2 separate regions of the Mus musculus genome follow, and region 1 is linked to region 2. The links are chromatin contacts, called in public Hi-C maps. All regions are on one chromosome and are shown on one strand. Each heading gives the region's core, a stretch centred on a gene start, on an enhancer-like site or on the middle of the called end of the contact. The rest is flanking DNA. Distances are from core to core; before and after follow the strand shown.

The links. Hi-C and Micro-C count contacts between places; a contact is called where the count stands out from the background.
Region 1: a Hi-C map of bone marrow-derived macrophages shows a contact between it and region 2, with 46 read pairs. The contact joins two enhancer-like sites. A contact is called at or near these places in 1 of 39 promoter capture datasets (liver), 8 of 15 datasets of contacts at CTCF or cohesin (CD8 T cells, the G1E-ER4 cell line, the NIH/3T3 cell line and 3 more), 83 of 484 Hi-C or Micro-C datasets (B cells, the BV-2 cell line, CD4 T cells and 33 more), 20 of 115 datasets of contacts at active chromatin or transcription factors (bone marrow-derived dendritic cells, bone marrow-derived macrophages, embryonic limb bud and 7 more) and 3 of 9 other capture datasets (adipose tissue, embryonic stem cells and liver).

The regions. Positions count from the first base shown.
Region 1 is chr11:20,586,154-20,590,665 of GRCm38.p6, reverse strand. It overlaps a transcript of Sertad2 not described here. Among named protein-coding and RNA genes, the nearest start is that of Sertad2, 44 kb to the left of the region's middle. Within about 2 kb of position 1,320, at least 16 of the 459 cell types and tissues checked have an H3K27ac peak or open chromatin away from gene starts, as enhancers often do. A contact at or near this core is called in bone marrow-derived macrophages, where this site is marked.
Region 2 is chr11:20,444,547-20,448,964 of GRCm38.p6, reverse strand. It overlaps the pseudogene Gm12034. Among named protein-coding and RNA genes, the nearest start is that of Gm39606, 6.3 kb to the left of the region's middle. Within about 2 kb of position 2,869, at least 35 of the 459 cell types and tissues checked have an H3K27ac peak or open chromatin away from gene starts, as enhancers often do. A contact at or near this core is called in bone marrow-derived macrophages, where this site is marked.

The sequences.
Region 1 (4,512 bases), core at 71-2,570, 140 kb before region 2:
TAGACAGAGGGCTGTAAGATGTTGTCTTCTGGAGATACAGCCACTGCCTTAAAAGCTCAATGCCTAGAGGTGCAATGTGTCTGTAAAATAATGGGCCCATTAACAGACTAAGAATGGAGGAGCACCTGGAGGAGCAACACAGGCCTCTTATCCCAGCACTGGCAAAGGCGGGTGGATCTCTTCGAGTTTGGTCAGTCTGACCAGCCAAGTAAATAAAAAGAATGAAGGAGGGGGCTGGTGAGATGGCTCAGCGGGTAAGAGCACAGACTGCTCTTCTGAAGGTCATGAGTTCCAATCACAACCACCCATAATGAGATCTAATGCCCTCTTCTGGTGTGTTTGAAGACAGCTACAGTGTACTTATGTGTAATAATAAATAAATCTTTAAAAAAAAAATGAAGGAGCCAGGTGTGGTCGCACATGCCTTTAATCCCAGCACTCGGGAGGCAGAGGCAGGCGGATTTCTGAGTTCAAGGCCAGCCTGGTCTACAAAGTGAGTTCCAGGACAGCCAGGGCTATACAGAGAAACCCTGTCTCAAAAAAAAAAAAAAAAAAAAAAAAAAAAAAAAAAAAAAAAAGGAGTAACTCAGGGCCCTATTCCTCACTGTTGAGCTTTCTAACCAGCAGATTCAGGAAACAGAGAGTCACTGCCTTTAGTTGTTGTACCCAAAGGGAGCCATACAGATCTCTAACGGGTAGTCCTAATCCAATGATTATGCTGATGGCCCTGGTTAAACCAAATAGGTCCTAAAACAAGGCCAAAAGTCACAAATCTGGGAAAGGGATATATACAGACAACAGGAGGTTGGCAGGGCTGGGAGGGAAACAGAGGGATTAGGAGGAGAGTGTAACCTTATAATACCTTATATACACATATGAAATTATCAAAGCACTAACACATTTTTTTAAGTTGACTAGCATTTTGGGGTCATCTGCAAATTAATTTGATCTTTTCCAGACTTGTTCTTAAATCTGTTAAGAGTCTAGATCAGGGCTTCTCAACTTTGGTTCTCCTGACATCTGAGGCCACACCACTCACAGGGGCTACTCTGTGGAATGCAGCTGTTTCTGCGGCATTCCTGGCTTCTGTCCCACATGTCAGCAGCAACTCCTAGTTGTGACAATATAGAATGTTTCCAGAAATTGCCACATGTCCCCTGGACAGTCTCCTAGCTCTTTGCCCAGTATGTGGAATAAAATTAACACAGCAGGATTGCCCCTAATAAAAACCCTTGCACCAAGGCTCTGGAGTGCGTTAGTAGTAGACAGCATCTTTTACATGCATGCTGTCACAACTCCTTACTAAGGAAGTTAAGTGTATCTGTATCCTGTGTGACATCACTGGGAGGGGACTCGGACAGTCTTGTGCTCCTGACTTCTCTCTACAGGCCTTTTCTCTTTGCTGAGTTTTTGCTTTGTATTCTTTCACTGTAATACATCTTAGGCTTGAGGGTGACTGTATCTAGGTTCTGTGTGTGCTCTCAGCATGCAGTCAAACTCAGGGTGATGTGGACCCAGCAGCACACTGCCATGCAAGTTAACTCAAGATGTGCCTAGCTCAGTGTTCTCCTAACTCAAGGGACCCTATGCAGATGTGTGGGGCTCTTTTTCTGCATGTTTCCTTCCTCTCAGTCTCACAAATACCACATTAATTTGCTCTTCCAGAACTGTTCTTAAATTCTACTACAGTCTACATCTCTAGCTCTTTCCTCATCGCAGGTACATTACAGATGCGCAAAAACCAGTGATCATTTCCAGACATCCGCTGTCAGACATTACGGTCCACACTGCCTGCTCTCTGGCATACAAAACAGTCCCTTCATATATTTCTGCCTGGTTTTCTAGTTATCTAAGGTATTTACTCTATAGTGATAGACAAAACAAACAAACAAACACAAAACAAAACAAATCCCTTTCATTGTAAGATATTTTGGGGCAAGTGAAAAAATGGTTCAGCAGTAGGTAAAGGCGCTTGCCACCCACACCTGATGACTTGATCCCTGGAGCCCATGTAAGGGAAGAAAGTGAGTATTGACTCTACAAAGGTGTCCTCCATGAATGTAAATACATTGACATATTAGTACATGCGTGTGATAATAAAAATTTTAAATGTTTTTAACTATTTATTTTTAATTATGTGTCTGAGTGTGGGTATGTGCATATGTGTGCTGGTACCTGAGGTGGCCAGATGTCCTGGAGCTGGGCTCACAGGTGGTTGTAACTGCCTGATGTGGGTGCTGGGACTTGAACCTGGATCTTCTGTGAAAGCATTTTTATCCTCTCTAATTCCTAAGATATAATTTTAATTTTGGTACTAACCTAATATGAGTCTATGGTCTTAACTCAGCAGTGTTCCATTAAAGAAACACCTGCACAGGACCAGCCACACCCTGGTTTTTGACCAGGATTAACCTGGTGTTACAGTCACAGCGTTTCTTCTTAGTCAATCTATTTCTTGATGATTTGGGTGTTTTTGACTTTTTAGGAGTTTTTGTTATTTATTTTTGTTTATTTTGTTCTTTGTTTTTGTTTTTTGTTTTGTTGCTGTTGTTCTAAAACAGTATTTCACTAAGTATCCCTAGCTGACTTGTAACTTGCTTTTGCTTTTTAGACCAGTATGACCATGAACTCACAGAGATCCACCTGCCTCTGCCTCCAGGGTGTGAAAGGGTGTGCACACTCTTGGCTTTATCATTTTACTTCTTACCCACACCTTTTTCAGACTTGTGTCACACAAGTCTGTACTCTCTCACAGGCCTCTTTCCCTGGATTTCATTTGTTCTAACATAGTTGCTAAGCACTTAGTAGAAGGTAGCCTGGTAGCATGGTGGTAAAGTGCCTGAGATCAAACAAGGTTCCTCCTTTTACTGGCTCTGTGACCAGAGAGAAGGTGCCTTCTCCATGCCTTGGTCTCCTGTCAATTGATGGATAAAATGGTCCTTCAATCATAGAAGCACTGTGAAGGTCTCTGAGGGCGGTGCCACTAATAAAGTTCTTGGTGTTGTGTCTGGTATACAGAAAAACCTCTAGGGTGCTCCCTACAACACTGGCATACATATTGAAGGACCTCTAGAGTGCTCCCTACAACACTGGCATACATACTGGAGGACCTCTAGAGTGCTCCCTACAACACTGGCATACATACTGGAGGATCTCTAGAGTGCTTCCTACAACACTGGCATACAGGAAGCCCTCTAAGAATAGAGGGCTCCCAAAATACTAAGAGAGTACCAAGCCCCACCATAGATGCTGGACAAGAATGAATATGACATTTTAAGATAAGACTCAAGGAGTTTTTTTTACTCAATAAGAGATTAAGAACAAATAAATCATTATATGATAACATTTATGGAGCACTAAATACCTTTACCGCTTACTTAATCTTCATAATGGTATCCTCTGGAATCAGAGAACATTACCATGTCCATTTTACAAATATGAAACCTGAGTCCTTTTTAAAAAATATTTATTTATTTCATGTATGTGAGTACACTGGTGCTGTCTTCATGCACACCAGAGGAGGGCATCAGATCCCCATTACAGATGGCTGTGAGCCACCATGTGGTTACTGGGAACTGAACTCAGGACCACTGGAAGAACAGTCCGTGCTCTTAACCACTGAACCATCTCTACCCCTAAAACCAAGCCTTTTGAAGTTTATGAAGTCAATTACCATTCACTCAGCTAGCACAGAGCTGGGATCCAGACCTGGGGAGTGTAAGTCCAGAGCAAGAGTTTTACTGGCTCACATAGCAGGGTTATTAAGGACATAAACAAAAGGAAACCTAGATGGCTGTACCTAGTAAGGCCAAGGAAGAAATAACCTTTAGACTGTGTCAATTTCACAGTGCAAAAACAGGGAGAGGCAGAGAACTGATCACCAAGACAAGGAATGAAATGGCACCGTGGTGCACTTAGACTTTTCTGATGCAAGTGTGCTTGGGAGGTGGTAGGATGCAGCCCTTTGAGTGTACCTGCTTTATTTTGCAGAGAGAAAGTTCCAAACTTCTCCATACCATGGCACAGGAAGAAAATGGAATCCACACAGTAGATTTAGTAGACAGATGGCTGGGTAAGACACCTGAGAACTAAAGGAGCCAGGACCTACCTTCCTGCATTGCAAGAGCTCAGGGGACTGGATGGGAAGATGGGAAGGAGGGAGGCTCAAGTAGGATTCCAGTTAGATGACTGAAGGGAGGAGAGAGAACTCAGGTAAAGAAGGTAGGGGCCAAGGGGAGAGAGAAGTGGGCAGGACCATGCTGAGTCACTGCCTGCCAGACCATCCCAAGACTATTTTGCAACACACTGCCTTGCTGGAGGTCTGGAGGAGGACCTATCACTTATCTGACTCATCAACCAAAATCCTTGTTTTCCTACTTCAATTAATCCTTACCTTTACAGCTGTTTTCAAGCCCAGGTAACTTTCTGGTAACTGAACAAACTTTCAAACACTCAGTCTTAAAATTTATGAAAATGGTAGATAGTTTAGAGAAATGGGCCTATTGGTCTGAG
Region 2 (4,418 bases), core at 1,620-4,119:
TTGAGTGCATGATGTGAAATTCCCAAAAAAATCAATAAAATTTTATTATGTTGAAACAAACAATTCCTACCTACCTAATCTCTAAGTATTGGGCTCTTGAGTGAGCTTAGGAAATTCAAGTTTTTTTTTATTTGAATTTATTATTAAGATTCATTTTATTTTTAATTATGTGTTGGGGTGTGTGTGTTCATGACTATAAGTGCCCCAGTGGCTGACTGCTTTAAAAGCCATGTTCTGGCCCCTGATTGATCCAAGGTGGCCCAGGAATCCATATTACTAGAAATTTGCTCAAATAATTATATGATCACTTGGCACTGGTTCTCTGGCAGGGAGATAGAAGGAAAGTTTCTTTTTTTTTTTTTTTTTTTTTTTACTTTAAAAAAAAATTATTTATTTATTATATGTAAGTACACTGTAGCTGTCTTCAGACACTCCAGAAGAGGGAGTCAGATCTCGTTACGGATGGTTGTGAGCCACCATGTGGTTGCTGGGATTTGAACTCCGGACCTTCGGAGGAGCAGTCGGGTGCTCTTAACCACTGAGCCATCCCACCAGCCCCCAAAAGGAAAGTTTCTAAGCTGTGATCTTTTTCCTCCCTTTGCAATTCTGTCTTGATCCAGCCCAAGGTGGGCCCTCTTGTCCTCCCTCGGCACCACCATGCTTGGCACACACTTCCTTTTAATGCTGACCTGTGTGTTCAGCACAGAGAGACTGAGTGGACCTTGGGATGGGGAGATGACGGGTGGGGGACACTATTTCAGAATACTTTTGATTGATGAGAACCCAAGTGGGTTCCACTATGAACTGCACCTGAAACACTCCCTATAGGCTCATGCGTTGAATGCGTGGTTTTTAGTTGGTGGTGCTGTCGTGTGAAGTGATAGAAATTTTAGGAGGTGGGGCCTCAGTAGAAGAAGATGTCACAGGAAGATTGCATTCTTTCTGTTGGCTTACTCTGGTTCAGGGTCTCTTCTGTTCTTCTCCTTCCCCAACTGTGTTTTCCTCTTCCTCCTCCTGTCACCATGATGTTCTGTCTTATGACAAGCTAGAATCAGCAAAGCCAAGGACTATGGACTGAACCCTCTGAAACTGTGAGCCAAAATAAATGCTTTCTCCTTCATGGTGTTTGGTTTAGAGTGACAAACTAAAATGAACACAGCAAATTAGCTGGATCATACATACAAACAAAACTTGCCCAAAGGACTTATTCTCCTCATGTGCAGCAGCTGCTGCTCAAGACTCTGAAAGTATTCCCGCACTCACAGTGTACAAGGACCCGTCCTTGACCTGCACCCCCGAGTCTACTCCCTACCCTGCTATCTAGCACCCCGGCTATGTAGGCTACATTTCTCATGGTGGTTAAACTTCAGGGCAGGCTGGCTCTCAGCCCTTGGTCCTAAGTCTCCACTAATTGTACCCCTTTCCCATATAAAACAGCATTTCAGTTCTTATCCAGAAATAATACTGGGTGCCCTTTACAATCCACTTAATAGAAAAAGGGGCAAAGGTGTGTGAGGTCAAAACTATTTCATAAAAAGATGCACTTACTCTCTCCACTCTTGTGTTCCCCTTATGGGAAGAAAGCTAAGTGCTTTGGGAAATGCAGTCGATATTACAGCAGACACAAATGCAGAAGCAAACAGGAGACTCCATCTGTCTTTCATTGAGCTAAACAGTAAAAACAAACAAACAAACAAATAAATGGCAGAAATGTAAAATAGTACCATACTTAACATTTTTTTTTGTTTCACAAACTATATTTTTCTAAATAAACCCACGTGTAGTGGTTTTATTATTATAAGAAGTAACCATCTTCTAGATTCTTAGTTTTCACTCCTAAATTGGTAAATGTTCAGAGGTACAACCCACATAGACAGAAAAATCCTCTTGGAGGTTCTTCTGGGTGATGTTTGAGTATAAGATAGTGGTTCTTAACCATGGGTCGTGACCCCCTGGGGGTCAAACTTTCATAGGAACTGCCTAAGACACAGATATTTACATTATGATTCATAACAGTAGAAAAATTACAGTTATGAAGTAGCAATAAAAACAATTTTATGGTTGGGGTCACCACAACGTGAGGAACTGTATTAAAGGGCCACAGTCTTTTTTTTTTTCTTGTTTTCAGGTTTATTGAAAATATGGCATAACAGATTAAACAGCTCCACGTGTTTTGAAATTCATGCCAACTGTAGGCTGAGTGACCTGAAGGTTAGAGAGACTGCCAAAGTCCAGAAGCTTCAGCATCTCCTTGGTGTCGGGATCCACCTCAATGATCTCCTGATCTAGGGCTGAGACCTCAGGAACGTAATTATCTCTCCTCTCTCTCTCTCCTTCCTGCAACTTAATAGAGATGCCTCTCACAGGACCTCTCTGAATCCGCTTCATCAGATGCGTGACGTATCCGGCTATCTCGTTCCGAAGCTTCTTGCTGGGGATAATGGCGATCTCCTCGCACACGCGCTTGTTGGTGTGGAAGTCATTACCCAGACGCGTGTAGTACTTCTCGATGATGATCCGGGCAGCCTTCTTCACGGTCTTGGTGCGAACGCGGAAAGGGCCACAGTCTTAGGAAGGCTGAGAACACTGGTATAAAGGGTTCCTGAGCAACGTTGTCTCATTTCCTCTGATCTCTACTGGCGAGGAACTCACTCACCTGTGAGAATGAGCTAGCTTCCACAGCTGGAAAAGCCAGCGTCCAGACCACAGCGCCTGCCCTCTGAGGACCTCTGGTTTTGAAGTTCTTGACAGGGCAGGCCTGCACACGAGGTAAGAGATGCCTGTAACTGCTATCTTCCAGCACACACTGAGGGGAGAGGAGGTACAGACATCTCCTCTCCCTCTTCCAGTGGCCGATCTCCAGGACCAGCCCTCATCTGCCCCCTGGTGGCAGGTAGCCCCCATACATGGGATCTCAAAATATATCGCTCTCTCTTTCCCCTGTTTTCTCCTCCCCATCTTTCCCTCTTTCCCCGCGCTGGTGAAAGTCCAGGGCTTTCAGCACACTAGGCAAATCCTCTGTCTCACTGTCACATGCCCCTAGTCTTTTTCCCCTCAAGTAGCTGGATGTTGATCGCACCCAGCCCGATGGCCTCTTCTAGGTGAGGGTGAATGATAATATTTTTCTGCATATTTATCTCTTCGTAGTTAATTACCGATCGTTCCTGGCTCTGAACCTGCCCTTTAGCTGGGTTAGGAGTCTTGCCTTTGACTAGGGCATGTGACAGTGAGACAGAGGGTTTGCCTAGTGTGCTGAAAGCCCTGGGTTCAGTCACCAGAGCAGGGAAAGGGAAAGATGGGGAGGAGAAAACAGGGGAAAGAGAAAGCGATATATTTTGAGATCCCTGTAACCCCCGAGCAGCAGGAGAGCTGTTAAAGCAGCGGCTCCAGCCTGAGGCCACCATAAGATACCACCACAGCTGTCAAAACGACAGCATCTGTCATAATGGTGGCACCTATCAAAGCAGTGTATCTCCTCAGCCTACAGCCTTTGTGAAATACCACCTCTGGAGCTGTCTACAGTGGCAACACCTTCTCTGCAGCCTCCCCAAGGAGGTTAGCAGTGATAGCACCTCAGCCAAATCGGCCTGTGGCCGGGAAGGACTTCCCATCCCCACCCATGAGCCTGATACAGGGAAAAGGGGGTCAAAAGAAAACCGCGGATCCCTGAGCTTTCCACAAAACCCACCAATCCCAAAGCTCAGCACTTGAAATCCAACCAGTTCTCGATCTGGAAATCTCTGCCCTGAAAAGCCCCGCCCCCTAAGAAATCCTGTGGCGAAAACGGTGCCTCCCCCCCCCCCCCCCCCCCGCCCTTCCATTAGGAAAGCCCTGCCCTTTGTTCAATTCCCTGCTGGACTCATCCCTCCATGCCCTGGACCCTGTAAGAAATCTTTTTTTTTTTTTTTTTTAATATGAGATTTGCTGCCTGATGGGACTCTCTCATCAGAAGAGTCCAAGAAGCAACAAAGATGGGAGGAACTGAAGAGGTGGAGCGGGGCTGAGGCTCCTGACTCCGGGCTCCTCAGCTCAGCTGGGGATACCCTCCCCGGACTGCGAGGCCTCTGCTGAGGAGGCCTCCCCTCAGAGCGGGGTGGTTCCTGGACTTCTGTGTTTCAGGGTGCCCTTCGAACTGAGCAAGAACACTTACAATTCCCAATTATATAAGCTGTGTTCTTTTCTTTATGCATATATCCTCAGGACAAAGTTTAATTTACAAATTAACAAGTTAAACACACTGAGTGGTTAGCAACCAGGGCTACTAAGAAAATCGAATGTGTAACAATGTGCTTCCGTGAAAGTAAGGTGTCCCTGGAAAGGGTCATGGTAAACATTTATGTTTGGGGCTCTTTGGTGATCTCCGCTGAGTGAAATGGAGAGCAGAGTATACCTTATGCGGTGCCTCTTGAGTGGGGTCC